Linked DNA regions of Mus musculus: region 1 is linked to region 2. Evidence: chromatin contacts called from public promoter capture Hi-C data. All regions are on one chromosome and are shown on one strand. Each heading gives the region's core, a stretch centred on a gene start, on an enhancer-like site or on the middle of the called end of the contact. The rest is flanking DNA. Distances are from core to core; before and after follow the strand shown.

Region 1 (3,065 bases), core at 249-2,748, 2.9 Mb after region 2:
AGACAGTTGGGAGCCACCTGCTCAAAGTGGGTGCTGAGAACTCAATGTGGGTCCTGTGGAAAGGCTAAGTCATCTCTCCAGCCCCAGCTTTCCTTATATAGTCTTTTTATATAGCCTATTTGTGCTCTTATTTTGTATTTGAATTTATTCTACTTAGCAACTGATTTCATGTTGTGTAGAATCCTTTTATATATCTTAGGGTAATTACATTTTTAAGTTTCCTAACGATAAGAAACTGTTGGTACTTCTTAGTTCGACTCCACTGTTCAACATTAAGACACATACATCAAGTAAATCGAATAAAATTAGAATGCTCTACTAAATCCATCTCTAAAGATTTGATTTTCTGGAAAAATTTAGTTTGTAATAAATGAAATAACAGAAATGGTTTCTAAATAGTTACCAAGGCTCACCTATGTAATGCAACTTGGTATTAATTCCTAAAATGCCGTGCTAATTTCCATATACTTAATTCACACTTTAATACAGTTATTTAGAGTGTAGAAGCTCCTCCTTCCTTCACCAGACAATGCATATTTTTAAATACTGCAAACTAAAGAAACTTTAGTGAATATTTTAATCCCAAACTATGACCTTACTCTCCGAAGGTGACAAAGCACCGGCTCACACACTTGTACTTTCGTCTGACTTTATACAGCCAAACACGTGGCTGCCCTAAGACTTCAAATTACCCCAAAGAGTGAATGACTCGTGAACATGAGGGTCAAATGTGACAACCTCCTTTCTCTCAAACTTCACCCACTTTCCCTATCCTTTATGGTTAGGAGACACAGGGAAAGCCGGGGTCCCCTTCCTAAATCCTAGCTCCAGGTAACGCAGGGTGCACAGCATCATCTTAGGGGCTCTCCCCCTTGTAGTAGAGTCTGGGGAGACTAATGTCTCTTCTGCGTGTAAGTGCTTCGCTGGGGCTGGCAGCAAGGGAAGCCGCCCGGGACGTGGGCAGGCTCTTACCAGCGAAGCGGATCTTCACGAGGTCGAGCGGGTGCAGCGCCAGGTTGGACAAGACCCCGCCACTCACGCCAGCCACCAGGTTCTCGTACCGGACGTGGCGGAACACCGCGCTCCACGCCGCCGACCCGGCAGCCGACTGGCCCTGGCCTGTCATGGGCTCCGGGTTCGTCGACACTACGGCGTCCAGCGCCGCCGACGTGGGGCGTGATGTAGTGGCCGCCACCGTGGCGACTGTCGCGGCCCGGGGCCTGGAACCGCAGGACGCGAGCCCACTTCCGGGACCGGAGCCCGGGACGCTGCTGCAGGCAAGTCACACCCGCGGCAAAGCGGGGAGTAGGAGAAACCTCAGAGCGGAGCTTGCTTAGCCCCGCCCAGCAGGCCTGGCCCCGCCCACAGCTGCGCGCGCTCGCCCTCGGGTCAAGACGCGAGCGACAGCTGAAGGACCGCCCCCTCCAGCTCCTAGCCGGAGAGACTACGGAACGCCGCGAGGTCCAGCTGAGCCATCCGGCTGCCACTCTGCGGAGCCACGTGACAGGAAGCCCGCGGAAGGCGGAAGTAGTGTGTCTGCGTGCTGGCCCCGGTAAGTCGAGCCCGGTTTAAAGGCTCGTGGAGTCCGACACCCAGAGCCGCCAAGATGAAGGTGAAAATGCTGAGCCGAAACCCTGACAACTATGTCCGCGAAACCAAGCTGGACATACAAAGAGGTGAGAGGAACTGGAACAGAGGAAGGGGCCTCCTCCCGGATTCTTTGGGTCTGGCCAGCTTTCGAGCAGTAAAAGGGGCGGGAGGCCAGCGCTCTGGTCTCGGTTTCCCTCTCCGCCTAGGCGGCTGCGTCCACACGGGGCTGGTGAGGATCAGAACTGCAGATGGCACATACCTCTACGTCCTTTGTGAGAATTTTCCTCTAGTGGGAAGTAGTTACGTATACACGCCTTTAATCCCAGCACTTGGGAGGCAGAGGCAGGCGGATTTCTGAGTTCAAGGCCAGCCTGGTCTACAGAGTGAGTTCCAGGACAGCCGGGGCTACAGAGAGAAACCCTGTCTGCGTTACTAAAGGTTCTCTCTCCTCCCCCTAGCATTGCTAACGTGTGGTATATGGCCCCCCCCCCCAGCTCCCAAGGTGTTTTACATGGTAATAATTTCTTTTCTTTTTTTTTTTTTTGGTAATATTTCTTAAATGAAAAGTAGATTTGTCCCCAGAGTTTGACGTTAATTATTTTGAATCTTTGAACCTCATTACTTTTTTTTTTCTTCCACTTTCACCAAACAGTGCATTGCTGGATGGAGCTGTCATGGTTTATAGTGCTTGGCCCAGGGAGTGGCCTTGTTGGAGTAGGTGTGTCACTGTGGGTGAGAGCTTTAATACCCTAGTCCTAGCTGCCTAGCAGAAAGTATTCTCCTAGCAGCCTTCAGATGAAGCTGTAGAACAACTCTCAGCTCCTCCTGCACCATGCCTGCCTAGATTTTACCATGTTCTCACCTTGATGATAATGGACTGAACCTCTGAACCTGTAAGCCAGCCCCAACTAAATGTTGTCCTTATAAGAGTTGCCTTGGTCGTGGTGTCTGCTCACAGCAGTAAAACCCTAACTAAGACAGTGGCTTACGTTACCCTTGCCAATGTGGGTGCATTTCAGGCTTTGTCTTGGAGCTATACTTATGTACGTATCTTTACATACTTATCCCTACAAGTGCCCTCCATCCTGCGCATCAGTGTCCTCTTCTGTGTTTTCAGTACACATTGTTTGGATTTGTCAGTGCTTATCACATTATCTCATGGTTCATGCTGATTAGCAGGCTTTCCTATCAGCTTGAAAAGAGAGGAAAGAATCCTATTCCTATATGCAGTGTTTAGACAATAACTCACATAAATAGCTACTTTGTAAGTATCGGAATGAATGAATGAATGGGTGACAGCTGGGACACAGAATCTTATGCTAGGAGATACAACTCTACTTTATAGTAACATCTTTTTTCAACAGTATCTCCCTATTTTTATTTATTTATTTATTTGTGTTGTTTTGTTTTTGTTTTTTCGTTTTTCTCGAGACAGGGTTTCTCTGTATAGCCCTGGCTGTCCTGGAACTCACTTT
Region 2 (2,786 bases), core at 137-2,636:
CAGTTATTTCCTTTCAAAGCTCACCAGGCGAGGCTGGGGCTGCGGCTCAGAGGTCAAGAGCTTTTGCACTGCTCTCACCAGATACCCAGGCTCGGTTCCCAGCTCACATCCTCATGTTCAATAGTGTCTCTATGTATGTCTCTATGGGCACTGTACTCATGCACATACACAGACATACATAATTAAAAATAAATCAGAAAAAAACCACTATGTTTTTTCTTTTTAACATTTATTTGTGGGTGACACACATGCAAACATAGCATGCCATAGAAGTCATTTCTCTCGTTCGGCCACATGGACTTAGACATGTATGGTATGTAAGTTAAATATGTAGTTTAAATATTACAAAATAACCTGCTACAAAAACCACAAGATCCGAGGCTCACTGCTATAAAGCAAAGTGATTTTTAAGCCTCTTCCGCTTTTGGGCAGTTTTGACTTCTGATCCCCTGTGCTTATGACTAACTTCTGCGCATGCCTGGTAGGACAAGATGATTAAGCTCTGCTTTCTACAAATTGCTCCAAATAGTAAGTTACAATGTTTCCTCTCATAAATCACTTTCTCCTGAAAAAATATTAATTCAATCAATTTGCGAAAGTTAGAGCATGTGCATTTACTGTATTGTATTGAATTTTATTCCATGTGAAATTTATTCTAAAAGTGACCTGTTCTGCCACTTCACCACTAGGTGCCTCACCAGCATAAGATTTGGGAAATGGAAGCTAAAAACCGTTGGGAATAAAGTAGGAGCCCTGATACACGCTCCCTACTTGGGAAAACCAGAGACTCTGTCGCTGCCTTCATCCTCATCTTGCTTATACACCAAAATGCCTGCTTCAAACTTTGAAAATTATTCATGCAACCACAGGCTGATGAATCAAACAAACCTTTTGATGGCAAAAAAAAAAAAAAGTTCTGATAAATCACTCAGAACTCCTATCTACAAAGACTTACGCAAAATAAAAAAAAATAAAAATAAAAAAAAAAGACTTACGCCCTATACAAGTCAGAAAACTGCTTCGTTAAACCGATGCTCTCATTAAAGTGGAATATCTTACCACCAGTCAACCTTGAGTTCTTAAGACATGTCAAAGTAAGGTAGGCTTCCAAACAACAAAGTCTGTCATCTTTGCCTTTAAAGTTCATGCCGAGGTACCACCACTTAAGAGAAAAACCTCAACAATTAACGGAGCCCGGAGCAGCGCCGGGACGGCTTCAGGAGGGGCAGCGGCTGGGAAGGTCAAGTCGCTCGGAATCTCTCCGCCCCGCAGCAGCCGCACTCTCCGGCCTCTCTCCAGCCAGTCTTGGACCTGGGGGAATCTCCCGACTAGAGACCAGAGATGCCCCCCCACCGGAGCTGCCGAGCCGTCTGCTGCGGGCGGGACTAACGGTCGTCACCCGGACGTGCGGGCGGGCGTGCGGGCGGGAGACGCCCCTGGGAGGAGGGCGGAGCGGCTGCGGGCCGGCGCACCTGGGCCGCGCCGCCCACCTGAGCCGGGAGCCTCGGCCGAGCCCGCCCCTGCCACCTTTCCCCGCCCAGGGCACCACCCTCCCCACCTTCCGTCTGAGCGCTCGCCCCGCCTCCCCGCCCTCATCCCTTCGCAGCTCCGCCCTGCTCCATCCAGCTCTCTGTTGGTCCCTGCATCACTGCGTGCGACCAGACTGGAGGGACGCATCGGTTAGAAAACCTGCAGTGCCAGGCATCATCCCTGGAAGTGTTTCGCCCGATGTACAAAGTCAAAGAATCCTATCAACAGCTTTGGATAGTAAAGGCGTAAATACAGCATAAGGACGGAGAGGTTGACTTCCTAACTATTTGATTTTGGGTTAAGAGAGTGGCAGTGGTCCCTGGGAGTCCACTTGAACTTGTTAGGTAGCCAAGACTGTCCTGGAACTCCTGATTTTCCTGCCTTCATCTTCCAATGGCTAGGATTACAGGAGTGCCCCAATAAACCCAGCAACACCCCCCAACTTTGGTTTTGGTTTTGTGTGTGTGTGTGTGTGTGTGTGTGTGTGTGTGTGTGTGTGTGTGTGTGTGTGTTTAAGACCGTGTCACATGAAGTCCAGGCTGGACTTGAACTCCCGATCCTCCTCATTCCACCTTCCAAGTTCTGGCGTGTGCCACCACACCTGGTTAATGATTTTTTTTAAAAATAGTTTATGATTTTGCCCTCGTTTCTACAGTGAACAAATATATAAATTTTGTGAATAGACAAAAAAGAAAAAAGTTGTGAGTCACACCTCTATAGTCTCTGCAGTCAGGAGGCAGAGGATCTCCATAGAGACCAGCCATGTCTACATACCAAGTTTCAGGTCAGCCTAAGCTACATAGCCACTGACCTGAAAAAAAAAAAAAAAAAACCAACAAAACAAAAGTTATGAATAAATGAGTGACTGTGTTTATTGGTTTCAGACATTCCTTTTTAGGGATCAGAAACAGCCAAGAACCTATCACACCAAATACATTTAAAGTCTTGGCTTTCATTCAGTGTTCCAAGAATGCACAGCCTGACCCCCATCGCCTGTCTAGCTGGTCTTCTCCGAGCAGAGACTCTTTTCTTCCTGGGACCACTGCAACAAGACATTCCACCTAGGCAGTGTTCAAAGTTTTATCTTCTCCAAATTGACACAGGTCTCAATCAGAACCTCAGCTGCCACCTTTAAGCTAGTAACAACCACTACCCTCTTCTCTGAGGATTCTCCTTAGCGTTGACAAATAGGCTTAAAATACCCAAACTCAAAAGTAAGCTCAAGCTACATGCTATTCATGCAAAGATGAACAGGG

What was found. Promoter capture Hi-C pulls out the DNA fragments that hold promoters and counts their contacts.
Region 1: a contact with region 2 is called in a promoter capture Hi-C map of pre-B cells, with 6 times the contacts expected there. The contact joins the promoter of Dcaf13 here to the promoter of Fbxo43 in region 2. A contact is called at or near these places in 3 of 39 promoter capture datasets (erythroid cells, liver and pre-B cells).

What each region holds. Positions count from the first base shown.
Region 1 is chr15:39,111,376-39,114,440 of GRCm38.p6, forward strand. Dcaf13 (DDB1 and CUL4 associated factor 13) reads left to right here and starts at 1,499. Exons shown (of 11, transcript NM_198606.2): 1 at 1,499-1,676. The coding sequence starts at 1,607. It overlaps Slc25a32 (solute carrier family 25, member 32), which reads right to left and starts at 1,341. Exons shown (of 7, transcript NM_172402.3): 1 at 973-1,341. The coding sequence starts at 1,126.
Region 2 is chr15:36,163,475-36,166,260 of GRCm38.p6, forward strand. It overlaps Fbxo43 (F-box protein 43), which reads right to left and starts at 1,387. Exons shown (of 5, transcript NM_001081253.2): 1 at 996-1,387.